Regions from separate parts of the Zea mays genome. Here region 2 is linked to region 1. Evidence: chromatin contacts called from public Hi-C data. All regions are on one chromosome and are shown on one strand. The core of a region is the stretch at or near the end of the contact, and the rest is flanking DNA. Distances in the headings are between cores, read along the strand shown. Region 1 holds the start of LOC100192495 (Protein LIGHT-DEPENDENT SHORT HYPOCOTYLS 5). Region 2 has its middle 8.8 kb from the start of LOC109942409.

Evidence for each region. A called contact is a pair of places that touch in the nucleus more often than the background predicts.
Region 2: a contact with region 1 is called in a Hi-C map of tassel, with 3 times the contacts expected there. The contact joins the enhancer-like site here to the promoter of LOC100192495 in region 1. A contact is called at or near these places in 4 of 25 Hi-C or Micro-C datasets (ear, endosperm, leaf and 1 more).

The regions. Positions count from the first base shown.
Region 1 is chr9:116,555,090-116,561,422 of Zm-B73-REFERENCE-NAM-5.0, forward strand. It overlaps LOC100192495 (Protein LIGHT-DEPENDENT SHORT HYPOCOTYLS 5), which reads right to left and starts at 2,278. Exons shown (of 2, transcript NM_001137715.1): 1 at 1,976-2,278; 2 at 266-1,451. The coding sequence starts at 1,424. The coding sequence ends at 591.
Region 2 is chr9:116,647,613-116,653,945 of Zm-B73-REFERENCE-NAM-5.0, forward strand. No RefSeq gene overlaps it. Among protein-coding and RNA genes, the nearest start is that of LOC109942409, 8.8 kb to the left of the region's middle. Within about 2 kb of position 3,304, at least 19 of the 20 cell types and tissues checked have an H3K27ac peak or open chromatin away from gene starts, as enhancers often do. A contact at or near this core is called in ear, endosperm, leaf and 1 more, where this site is marked.

The DNA of each region.
Region 1 (6,333 bases), core at 1,028-3,527:
AGTTGATAAAACTAAGGATGCATGTCATTTCAAAACAAGAGATAAGCATAAAAAAACTAAAAATGAAAGATCCAATATTAATCTCAGAGAGGGTGTAGATATAAGGCCAGTCTCCATGCAGAGTTATATGCTACGTCAGATTTTAATAACTATGCCATCAGAACCTCTTTTTTTTTTATCTCTTCATAATTAATTTGTCAAATCATGAAAGCATGAAAATATCTGGCACAAGGATCAATCACAGAGAGGAAGCAGCAATAACATTAACCTGGAAATTAAGCATTCCATTATATTATATCTCCATCATCATTGCACTGCATACACAAAACAAGCAGGATTCTGCAAACCCTACAGTACCAAGCACAGCTACTAGTACCATTTCCCAGCAGCGCAGCAGGAAATGCATGAGCATCATGTAACCAAAAGGGGGGAGATATGAGAATAGGAATAGGAAATCCTGAAGAACAGCAGCACGTACGTGTGTGTTGATCGGTTCATCTCCATCGCGACAATGAGATCGATCTTAACACTAGATAAGCACCCGGATTAATCTATTGTTTAAGCCCTACCTCGCTCGGCTATACGCCTGCCTAGTTGAACACCGACAGCGGCAGCATGCACCCCGCCGCGTGCGCTTCCGCCGCCGCCGCCATCGCCAGCGCTATCTCGTCCCCGCTGCCGGCAGCGACGCTAGCGCTGCTGCTGCTGCCATCGCCATTACCATTGCCAGCCACCGCTTCGGGGTTGCCTGGCAGCAGTCGGAACCCGTGCAGGAACTGCGGGTGTGGCATGAAGAAGTGGTGCTGGTGCCCGTGCCCGGCGTCGGGGACGTGCGCCCGCACGTCGGCCCTCTCGGCCGCCGCGTCCGAGAGGGCCGGCGTGGAGACGGGAGGGGCCTGCAACGGCGGGGTCGTCGCGGCCTGCGGCGACGACTGGGACGAGGCGGACGGCCGCTTCCGGCGCTTCTTCTCGTAGGCGATGCCGCGCGCCTTGGCCTGGCTGTCGCGGACCTCGCGGAGGTAGAGGCGCACGGCGCGGGCGCCGAAGGGGTTGGCCTCGGGCCGGCCCCCGTGCTCCTCGAAGGCGGCGCGCAGGCGGCCGATGAGCGCGTCAAGGCTGCCCCAGGCCTGCCGCAGTGGGCACGGGCACGGCGCGGGCGGCGACGGGTGGCCGAAGAAGGGGCACCCCGGCGCGTGGACCTTGGTCTTGCCGAACTGGTCGAGGTAGCGCAGGAACTCGAGCACGTGCGCGCCGCTGCACCGCGCCAGCTCCAGCGGCGGCCGGTGGTTGCGCAGGTACTGCCCGAACGTGTGCCAGTCCCGCCGCTTCTGCGACTCGTAGCGGCTCGGGCGCGGCGCCTCCGCGCCCGCCGCCGCCGCAGCGCCCGGGCTGTCGGCCGCGCCTCCTCCGACCTGCATCTGCATGTTCTTCGCTTGCTACTCGCCTCAGATCTGCATGCAGCCCGCTCGATTAGTGCGACGGCAACGCCGGGAAACGAAATATCGATTCAAAAGACTGAAGTTTTTTCGCCGCCATCACCCATGAGCGAGTTGGATTACATGCTCCTTGTAGTGTGCTACTTATAATCCTGAGCTTGTGCAGAAGGGAGAGAAGCTTTCGGAAAGTGGGAAGACGAACAAATTGCAAAAAATAAGCTCGGGATTTCGTGGTCCTGGATCCTGCTGCTACTTAATCGAGAAAAGAGGAGTAAAGAACTAGGGTTTGCAACGGGGGAGACGAGATCAGCATCAGCTGGTCCAGGGCAAGTACGGCGTCTCTGAGGGCAGCGCATCCCAAGAATTGCCTGATCTGAGGTCAGCAGCTGCAGAGCTACTGCGGCAGCCTACCTAGAGAACTGGCGGGCCGCGCAGAGTGGCTGGAGAAGGGCCAGTTGCGAGCCGAGACACGCCAATTTCAACCAGCTGCGACTGCGAGAAGAAAACAAAAGAAGAAATCACACAGCAGCCGAGCTCACCTGAGCGCCGGACCCGCCCCGGACGGCCTCGACGCCCCGCGCTGGGCTCTGGTCGATCAGGCGGCGGCGCCGAGACGGGACGGGAGGCTGAAGCAGATGCGGTTTCCCTTTCTGGCGAGAGCTAGCTGCAGGAGGCGAGACCGCGAGAGAGACGACGAGGAGTGGTTACTACTGATGGAGGACCGAGGACGGGACGCTGGTGGCGATAGATAGGGTGGGCGTATATAGCTGGAGGCTAGACGCTGAGGGCGAGGACGGAGCTGCAGCTACCTGCCTGCAGCGTCGATCCGGTGGAGGAGGAGAGGCTGGCGGACGCGGCCGACCGGGCGGTGACCCCAATCATTTATGGCCACGGCGGGTGCAACAGTGCTCGCTCCGGAGGTAGGCGTAGCATGTATGCGTCCCTTGTCGTCTCGTCTCGTCTCGTCTGTCTTGGCGCACGCTGCTTGACCTACGTACGTACGCCAATACATGCGCGCGTCTAGTACATGCGCCAGGTTTCACTGTCCATCTATTCTTCTAGCTTGAGCGCAAATCCGTAGTGTACGTATGACTTGGGTCTAGCACTACCATGTCGGGGATGAAATTGGAAATAGGTTTGAACGCCCCTTGTTAGGCTATCTCTAGATTATATTTCAAACTCAATTAAAGTGCAAAAAAAAAAATGTTTCGTACGGTCGTATATACTCGATCTGCTGACTATAGTCTCCCAACATCAAGTGTTTTCTTAGGCAAATTAAATTTACTGATTTAGCCACTCCATAAAATAGATTTTACAAAAAAGAAGTCGACTATTTCAATAGACTCTGTAACTTCAGAACTCTATATGGCGAGTCAAATCCAAAAAATAGATAGCGGAGGTGTAGACGATGGATAGATGCTAAATTTGAAGAGCCATTTATAAAGTCTATCGGAGATGTTTTCTTCTAATAATAGCTAAACTTATCTTTACAAAATGATCTGTCTAGTTTCTTGGACTAGTTTGTTGGAGTCGCTCTGAGCTGTAGTAATTTAAAATGAAGTTACTACTCGTTTCTTCTAAAAAAACACAATTCTTGATCACCTTTTGGGAGTAAAAAATGTATCATTATGTTGCAATGGAAATGAGATATGACCAATCCTAATAAATTAAACGTGGCTTAAACTTTAATGATAAACAAAAAAATGTTGTGCAGTTAAGCTGATCATAACGTAAACTTACTTTGGTCCAAAAAAATCATTTTTAAGCTCGTTCTTACAAAGTCCACCGATTTACTAAAACCAAATAAAAGACAAAACTTAACGAATTCGTATTGTATTCGGCCGAACTAACTGTGCATCCGACATAGGCCAAACCGCCAAAGGCCTGGAAACCTAGGAGTGGGCCACGAATTTGCCATGACGCACGGCCTGGAGTAGCAGCCAACTTCACATTAGTATTTTGATCTTGAACGAACAACATGAATGACTATAAACACAACTCGCAAGTCTCAAGCTCTCTTTGAATTCATCTAAATCCAAGAATGCATGACCATTGGACGATCTGCTTAGCAAAACTCTAGAGCAAACCACTGACGACACACAACATCAGCAGCAACACACATGGATGGACTGACATGCAATGGAAGATCTCTATAGAGTCGCCCTTTGCAAATCTGACCGTACAAACAGTTAGAACGGGAAACAGTAACATACACTACTACAATTTGTCTCTATACAAGCGGTAGACTTTTTACATCACAGGCGGTTCGGTTAGAAAACCGCCTGGGATGTCCCAGGCTATTCGGACCGCCTGTGATGTATTAGTATCACAAGCGGTTTTTGTTTCGAACCGCTTGTGGTGCTCTATTCTTTTCACAAACGGACCGTAATGAAAAACCGCATGTGATTGTGATTTGATTACCATATTAATATTTTAATTTTTAACAGAAATATGAAAATACAATTTAAATGAATTAATATTTTAATTTTTAACAGAAATATGCAAATACAATTTAAATGAATTAATATTTAATTTTTAACAGAAATATGCAAATACAATTTAAATGAATTTTAATAGCACACATAGATAACTAGAGAGATTTTAAATTAATTGGCAACCACAATGCATAGTCGATCATACATGCTAACAAATACAATTTGATTCATATAATTTTTCATGAACTACCATTTTTCCGCATGTATGGCTTTAAGTTCTTATCAATTTTCTTTTCCACACGCTTGATTCTCTCTGGACCGTTAAAGACGAACATCTCTTCATACTTATTGTATTCCTCATCTCCGTCTCTCACATTCTCAGCTCCAACAATTTTTTGCTTTCCAGAAATAACTACATGCATCTTCTCATCTGCTGGATCGAGTACATAGAACACTTGTGCAACACATTCGGCGAGAACCCACGGGTCATCTTTATATCCTACTTTCTTTAAGTCTACCAGTGTGAGTCCGTAGTTATCCACTATCACCCCCACGGGATGTTGTACCCATTGGCACTTAAATAAGGGTATTTTCATGCTTGGGCCATAATCAAGTTCCCATATTTCCTCTATGAATCCAAAATATGTGGTCTTCTGTCCATGTAGGTCAAAAGCATCGATACGAACACCGCTATTTTGTGCAACACTTTTCATGTCTTTTGATTTAGTATAGAATGTGTACCCATTGATGTCATATGCTTGCCATGATGTCACAAAACACGATGGCCCAGAAGCTAAATTCTTCATTGTTTTCTCTTCCAAAGAGTCTCCGAATGGGATGTTTTTGTCCATTAACCATTCACTGAAACGATGTTTGTGCTCCCTCATGATCCAGTCCTCTGTGTGGTTCTGATTTTCTTTACGAAGCTCATCCAGGTGTTCCTCTATGTAAGGCTCGGCTATCGTGAGATGTTGTAGTACACTACCATGAGCACAATGTACTAGCTTGTAATCCTCAACGCGAAAAGTTTTCCTGCCCATTCTCCCTCTCCCACATAGTTTACCCTCATGTTTAGGTACAGGCACACCTATCATTGTTCCGTCACTGATGTAATCTATACAACTGTCAATCACTTCTTCTGTAGTGTATCCCTCCATGATTGAACCCTCTGGGTGAGCGCGATTTCGCACATAACCTTTTAATACTCCCAGGTATCGCTCCAACTGAAACATATGATGTAAATATAGTGGCCCTAATATTTTTATCTGATCCACGAGATGTATGATTAGGTGTACTTGCATATCAAAAAATGATGGAGGAAAACACATTTCAAGCTTGCACATAGTCTCGATGATGTATGCCTTTAGATAGTCCAAGTCTTCTAAAGCTATTACTTTTTGTGAAACCGCATTGAAAAATTAACACAAGCGTGTGATGACAACTTTGACATGCTCTATTTCGAGGGCTCTTACCGCAATTGGGAGGAACACTGTCATAAAAAAAACAAGAACCGTCTTTCCTAAACAAGTTTCCCACTATAAGGCTTCGGTGCACCTTCACTTTCCAGTTCATTGTCAAATTCCTCTTTCATCTTTCGGTACTTATGCTGCTTCATCAAGAACCGTCTGTGTCCCATGAACACCAACTTCTTGGATGATTTAAGGTACATGGAAGCAGTTCCATCGACGCATACTACACAACCATTCTTTCCTTTAGTCTTTTGCCCTGATAGTGTGGCGCCACCGGGAGAATCATGGATGGTAACAAATATAATTGCCCTTAAGTTGAAATACTCATGGCAATACTCATCCCATATTCTAACTCCTTCATTCCAGAGCTTTGTCATATCTTCCATAAGAGGTTCTAGGAACACATCAATATCAACACGAGCTGATTTCGGACCTTGAATAAGAATAGTCAACATAATGTACTTTCTTTTGTGACACAACCATGATGGAAGGTTGTACATTGTTAAAGTCACGGGCCAGGTGCTATGTACACTTCTTTTTTCACTAAATGGATTCATTCCGTCTGTACCCAAAGCAAATCTTACATTTATGGTTTCTTTGGCAAACTCAGGATACATAAGATCAAAATTTTTCCATTGTGATGCATCAGCAGGGTGTCGAATCTATTTGTTATTCTGCTTGTGATTTTCAGCATGCCAACGCATAAGCTCAGCCTCCCTAGGATTTGAGAACAAATGTTTTAAGCGATCAATTACTGGAAGATACCACATCACCAAAGCTAGGATCTTTGACTTCTTTTTCCCATCCATGTCATCAAAAGTGTCATCGTCACTTTCAGGTCCAATAGTGGATTTCTTGTTTTTATTTTTCTTTGGGAATTTTTTTACACAGTCTTGATTGTAGCTCTTCTTGTATTGATTGACATTGCAAACTGGGCATCTTGTTGCGTTCTCAAAATCGCCACGATACATAATACAATGGTTCGGACATGCA
Region 2 (6,333 bases), core at 2,054-4,553, 94 kb after region 1:
AAAAGTTATCAGAATACAAGGTGGTGGTGCGGTCCTTTTGCTTTGGCCTATTAATTTCTCCTCCTTTGGCATTAAGCGCTAAAAACGAAGAAACCTAGAGGCCTCCAACAAGAAAGATATGGATGTAAATACATGAGTAAAGCAAAGGGTATATGATACTGATGAAAATGTAATGGAAGCGTTGACTTTTCCTACAACTTCATTTCCGTTTCAATTTAAAACTAAGTATAGAAATACACTTGGAAGCACATTAGTCTTAGATTTGGCACAAAAAGAATAAGAAATATGCAGTTGTACCAAATGAAAGAGACATGCCATAATCAAAGTTATAAAATAAACAATGCGTGCAATATTTTAATCAAAGTTCCGAGAATGTAAGACATTTAGTTCATTCCTAAGCAATGTGTGTTTGTTTCTTCCTCTTCTTTCATAGCCTCCTCTCTATTACGTCCAAAGAAAATCCAACTATGTTCTGGCTTCGTCCCTTCTCCTCCCTTCGGCGTGTCATTCACCGACGAAGAGCCGGATGATGCTATTAATCCAAGCATGTTGTCCGAGAGGTTGTTTCTGGAAAGCATACTAAAACAACAATTTCCATCAAATATGGATTTTTGGTTGAAAGCCTTCTCCCCAACACTAAGCATGTGGCTTGGAAGGCTAAACAGAGTAGTGATCTAAGGAACGATAATGGTATCTTGTTAAAGTTATGAAAAGGATTAATAAAAGAGTAAGCAACACCCAAGAGAAAGCGGCCATTGGAGAACGGACAAGTGAATTATACCAATTGGTGTCATGATAATTTGTTCTCCAAGTGGTATCAATAAAATAAAATAAAATAAGAAATGCAACCACAACAAGAGTTAGTGTGCACTTGATTTTAAGTGGTATTCAAATCATATGGGTGAAGAATGGAATTCAATTATTGACATTGTTCTTCACCAAGCTATTTAAATGGGCATCACATTGCTACCGTAGAGTTAAATTGGAACCTTAATGACTGTTCTCTACTCCAAGATAGCAAATGTATTATCGTAACACACGTGACCATTTTATCTGTCGCTAGTTTGCAGTTTCTAAGGTGCATCTGAATCGAAGGAGATTAAGACTATCTCCAATAGAGTCTCTATCTTACTCACTATTTTAAACTACACTCTCTATAAATAGTACAAATGTACCGTGTAAAACAGTACTTTTCATGGCCGTTTACACGGCCTGCTAGAGATGATCTAAGAGAGATTAAATCTCTTTCTACTCAATGTTCATTGGGATATCCCCTCAAATTCACATTTAATCGAACTAGTTGCAATTGAAGTCACAGATAAAGAACCTCAGGAAAACAATCAAGTTCCAGACGAGAATCCTATATAGACCGAGGTGTGGCGATGAGACCATGATATTTTTGGGTGGCACAGCGCTGCAGCCAATTTGTCGTCGTGGCAGCATCGCGCGAGGGTGGTGGAGACAGGAGACGTCGCGTCACCGACGGCAGCACGCTCAGGCGAATGAATGCCCATCCGCCGCGGTGCTGCCATTTCCCCTGGTCGAGCGATCCATTCCATCGTCGGGCGGCAGCACCCGGCCGGCCACGCCCATCGTCCGTGGATTGGACGTGTACGTTGATGTGCCATGCATGCCAAACAGTCCTCCTCCTCGCGATGTGAGGGACTTCCGAAGCAAGCGTCGGTTGGCGGTTGCCCTGACTGACGCCGCGTCCGGCTCATGCATGGCAAGGCAGTACAAGAAGAAGAACAGCTGCACCGTCATCCGGGCAGAGAAAGGGAGCAGTCGTCGTACTGAAAAAGGCGAGCGATGAGAAGAGGTCGTCAAGAGGAGAGCCAGCATGTATGCAGCACCAACTCAAGGACGACTGAGACCGGCAACATTATTATTAGCAACTCGTAATAAAATTAAACACAAAGCTAGACCAGCAGGCGCTATGTACAGTATCGAAGATGCGTGTATCGCATATGAATATGAATATATGTGTCGATAATTAAGCTAGAGAAGGTCAGATGCGCGTAAGAGCTCTTGATATATATATAGTAGAAGCCAGAGGCAAGTAAAAGATCATAGAGTAACAATGAAAATTGCAATGTGACGAGATCATAGAGTTAACCCCGATAGCTATATATAGCTAATCTTGCCTGGTTTGTCGCTTGCTGCGCTGCGCTTACCTGGACAAAGACGTCTGGTCCTTTGTTGACGATTTATTGGTCCGGATTATATTTGTGCGTGCTTCGACGTACTGGTGGATTGGTTTTCTTCAACAGCCGTACGTGGCGTTGCACTGTTTGTCATACAAGGCACGCAGCATATATATGGTACCATGCATGCATGATCAGTCAAGGACGCTCGCACACCATCTGCTGCCGGCCGCGGCCACGCACGTCGACGTCGGTGTGTCGATCGAGTACAGTACAGTACAGCACAGTAGGCTTTTTTTCTTAAAATTGCACGCCCAACATACGACATAATCCGACGAGGACACCGTGCACACCCTCGTCCGACGTCAACATCATCGTCGTCCAAGGAGAAAATGATCCCAACGCACCTGAATTAATTTGAGATACAGAAGGAGCACCACGTACGGCTAAACAAGCACATATACTCACGTCGCATGTACGTACGTACGTACGCATACACGCGCGCCGTACGTACGTACGTAGAATACAATACACACACGTCGATGGGTACAGCGTACGGCTGGCCACGTACACCACACGCGTGCCCGTGCCGGCGGATGCGGCATGCAAGCAAAGCAAACAAAACAATAATAATGCCGCGTGCATGTGCCGGTGTGTGGAAAAGCAGCAGATCATCGCAGCACTTTCCTGATGAGTCGTCTCGTCTCCTCAGCCCAGCAGCTCCCTGTCTCTCTCTCTCTCTCTCTTCTTTCTCCAGCTGCCGGTCGGCCGGCCATTTTTGACCTGCCGACAGCGCCCTGCGCATGTGCACGCGCGACGAAGCGCAGGAGCGGCGACGCAGGGCAGTGCGTGTGCGTCCATTGCATATTTGCATTGCATTGCACGCACGCGTGTGCACAGGCCTGAATCGCCTGATGAATGCTTGCAGCTGACCGATCAGATCATACCAGACCAGCCGTACGTCAGCCAGCGTCTGCCCCGTCCACGCCGTTTCGCTTCCGGCCTCCCTTTCCATGCGATCGAACACGAACGCGAATGCCTTGCCTGTACATGTCAGCCTTAAATTTCCCCTGGAGGCCTGGACCAAACTGCTCGTCCATGTCCATGTCCATGTCATCATCCTGGCTCATGGCCTCATGGGGTCAGGTTCAGGGTCTTGTCCTCTAAAGTTCCTCGGGCCTGCGTGCGCTTGGAAGGCCGTGCATGTGACTGTGTCCCTGTCCCAGCCCAAGCGCAAGCGGGCCCATATTTTTTTTGTCGGTTGCGTCGTCCCATCTGCTTGCTCCAGTTAAAACCTGATATGGCAGCCTAATTAAGACACGTGCGAGCCCAGGATTAGTACGCGCTCACTGTAGCTTCTAAGCGTTGCCGCTTTCTTCACAACCATTGAATACGTGAGACGGACTCATGGACACGTACGATGACCATCAGGCATCAGCTCGGGTTTGGAGGCTGCAGATCTCCGAAAATGTGACTGCAACATATGGAGGCAGCAGGCTGCTGCAAGACTGCATATGCCTGCAGCCTGCCTGTTGGATTACCGTGCTACCTAACAAGGACTGTATGTCAACAAAAACTAAAGCGACTTGTTATAACTTGAAGTACAGAGCGTGCATAATTTTTTTCGTTGATTCCACCAAATTTGGAACCAGCATTTGTTTCTGCAAAAAATACTTACGTATGTTTATGCACGAGGAGCAACGGACAAAACGACGCTGAACGCGCAAACGTGAACAATGATAAAAAAGAAAATGTGCTGCTGACGCAGGCTTCGAATTCTGAAGTGGGCGAAAGGGCACTCCATCTGCGCTAATAAGGCCCGTAAAGCGATAATGTAGAAAAACTATTGGGGCTCTCTCTTGGTCCAGGCCAAATGTCAAGCACGCTTTCCTAATTTATTTTGCTCTACGTACATGTACATGTAATAACGGTATGTTTGGATTCCATGCACTAAACTTTAGCGAGATGCTAAACTTTAGCACGTGTTGAAGAAGGTGCTAAAGTTTAGCACTTTACTTATGTTTATATAGCGGTGCTAAAGGAGGGGCAGGGAGTGTTAATGAGCTAGGTGACCACTTTTAGCACAATTTAGCACCAAAGGAAGAGCTAATATGCTAATGGGTGCTAAATTTTAGCATTGCACTTTTAGTATGTTTGTTCGGTTTCATATGTGCTAAACTTTAGTAAGAAGTGTTGTGCTAAACTTTAGCACTATGGAAACAAACAAGACCTAAAATACCCCCACAATAGCCCTTGAATTAGAACCCTACTTCAAACTTGAGGGCTCCCCTCGCCTTTAAGCGATCTTTTTTTTTTTTGCCTCTAGCAAAAACCCTCAAAACTAGAGCTCTTATTTATCTAAATGGTATTTTAAAATGGTGCCCTAAGTTCTGTTCGTTTGCTCATTTATATCCTTAGTCTTGTTTTTCTTCAGTTGTTGAAGAATAAAACTGAGCAAAAATCGTGACTAAGGGTAAAAATGAGAAAAGTGGTAAAACTAAGGGTATGATTTCAAAAGGACATTCTCTGAAACCCACATCAATCATGTTGCTATTATCTTTCCTCCTTCCATCTACCATTCCTCTCCAATCTGATGTGCATGACAAAGCGGCGGTGGGTGTTGTGGTAAAAGAAAGGCTCCTGCATGCCATGCAAGACCACACCAAGAGCTCCTGTCAGGCAAGGGCCACACACGGAGGAGAAGAGCTCCCAGTAGGGAAGAACTCTAGTTGGGCATGGTTTATGCAAAGAGGAGAGGAGTTACATGGATGGGTGTAAGTGCAATCAACCTCAAAGTTGAGGGTTTTGGTGATTCAATGACAAAACAAATAAGGGCGCTAATAAGTTTTCTCCTAGTGTACTCAGTGCCTAAAGAGATAAAATGAGTAACAACTTTAGTTAAGAATTGGAAAGGGAAGTTTCAAGGACAAAGCAAATACAACAGTTGTGCCTTGAAAAGATTTCATGCGATGATCATGTAAATTTTTTTATATATCTTGAGTCACAGGATCTAATTCTTCCTTAGTAGTTTTAGCACAGGTAATAGTCTTTGCTATTGCTCAAGCCTCTAAATTCAAAACGTTATTTTTGAAATCCAAAATTCTTTGGACTCTCTCTGTGTATGGGTGTTGTTAGGATTGAGAAAAGGAGAGTGTTCCTATTGAAAAGCAGATGAACTTGACTTCAACTGAGTTGAGCTTTTCTTCAGCTGAGTTGAATTTGACTTAAGTTGAGTTGAGCTTTTCTTCAGCTGCGTTCAACTTGACTTCAGATGAGTTAAACTTGACTTCAGCTGAGTTGAGCTTTGACTTCAACTGAGTTGAACTTAACTTCAACTGTGAAACTCTCTGGTCAAAACCCGTTAAACCTGCCTCCGGGCCAGTTCAACTGGGTTTTCTCTCTTGAACTCTATAGTCAATACCAGTTGAACTGGGGCAGTTCAACTGGTCTCTGGGTCAGTTGCCTAGTCTGACCTACAGTCTGCCAGTCTGTCTATCAGCCTGCTGAAAGTCGCCTAGAGGGGGTGGATAGGCGAAAACTGAAATTTACAAACTTTAAGCACACTACAAGCTGGGGGTCAGCGTTAGAATAAAATCCGAGTCCGGGAGAGAGGGAAAAAACAAATCAACGAAGAAAATAAAGTGGATGACACGTTATTTGTTTTACCGAGGTTCGGTTCTAAAGAACCTAGTCCCCGTTGAGGTGGTCACAAAGACCGGGTCTCTTTGAACCCTTTCCCTCTCTCAAACGGTCACCTAGACCGAGTGAGCTTTCCCCTTAATCAAATGGGTCACTTAGACCCCACAAGGACCACCACACACTTGTTGTCTCTTGTTTTGATTACAAGTGTCTTGAGAACAAGATTGAGGAAGAAGAAAGCCAACCAAGCAACAAAGAAACACAAGAACGATCCTCTCACAAGTCCTAAAGACTAGAATTGAATTGGGGGCTTTGATCGGATCAGTGACTTTGATTTGTGTATTGGAGTGTTGTGTTTTGCTCTTGTATTGAATGGAGTGTGATGAATGCTTGGATTGTTGGAGTGGAGGTGGTTGGGGGGTATTTATAGCCCTCAACCACCAAAACAACCGTTAGGGGTGGCTGCTGTCGATGGGCGCACCGGACAGTCCGGTGCGCCAGCCACGTCACCCAACCGTTAGGGTTCTGACGCAGTCGACCGTTGGAGCGC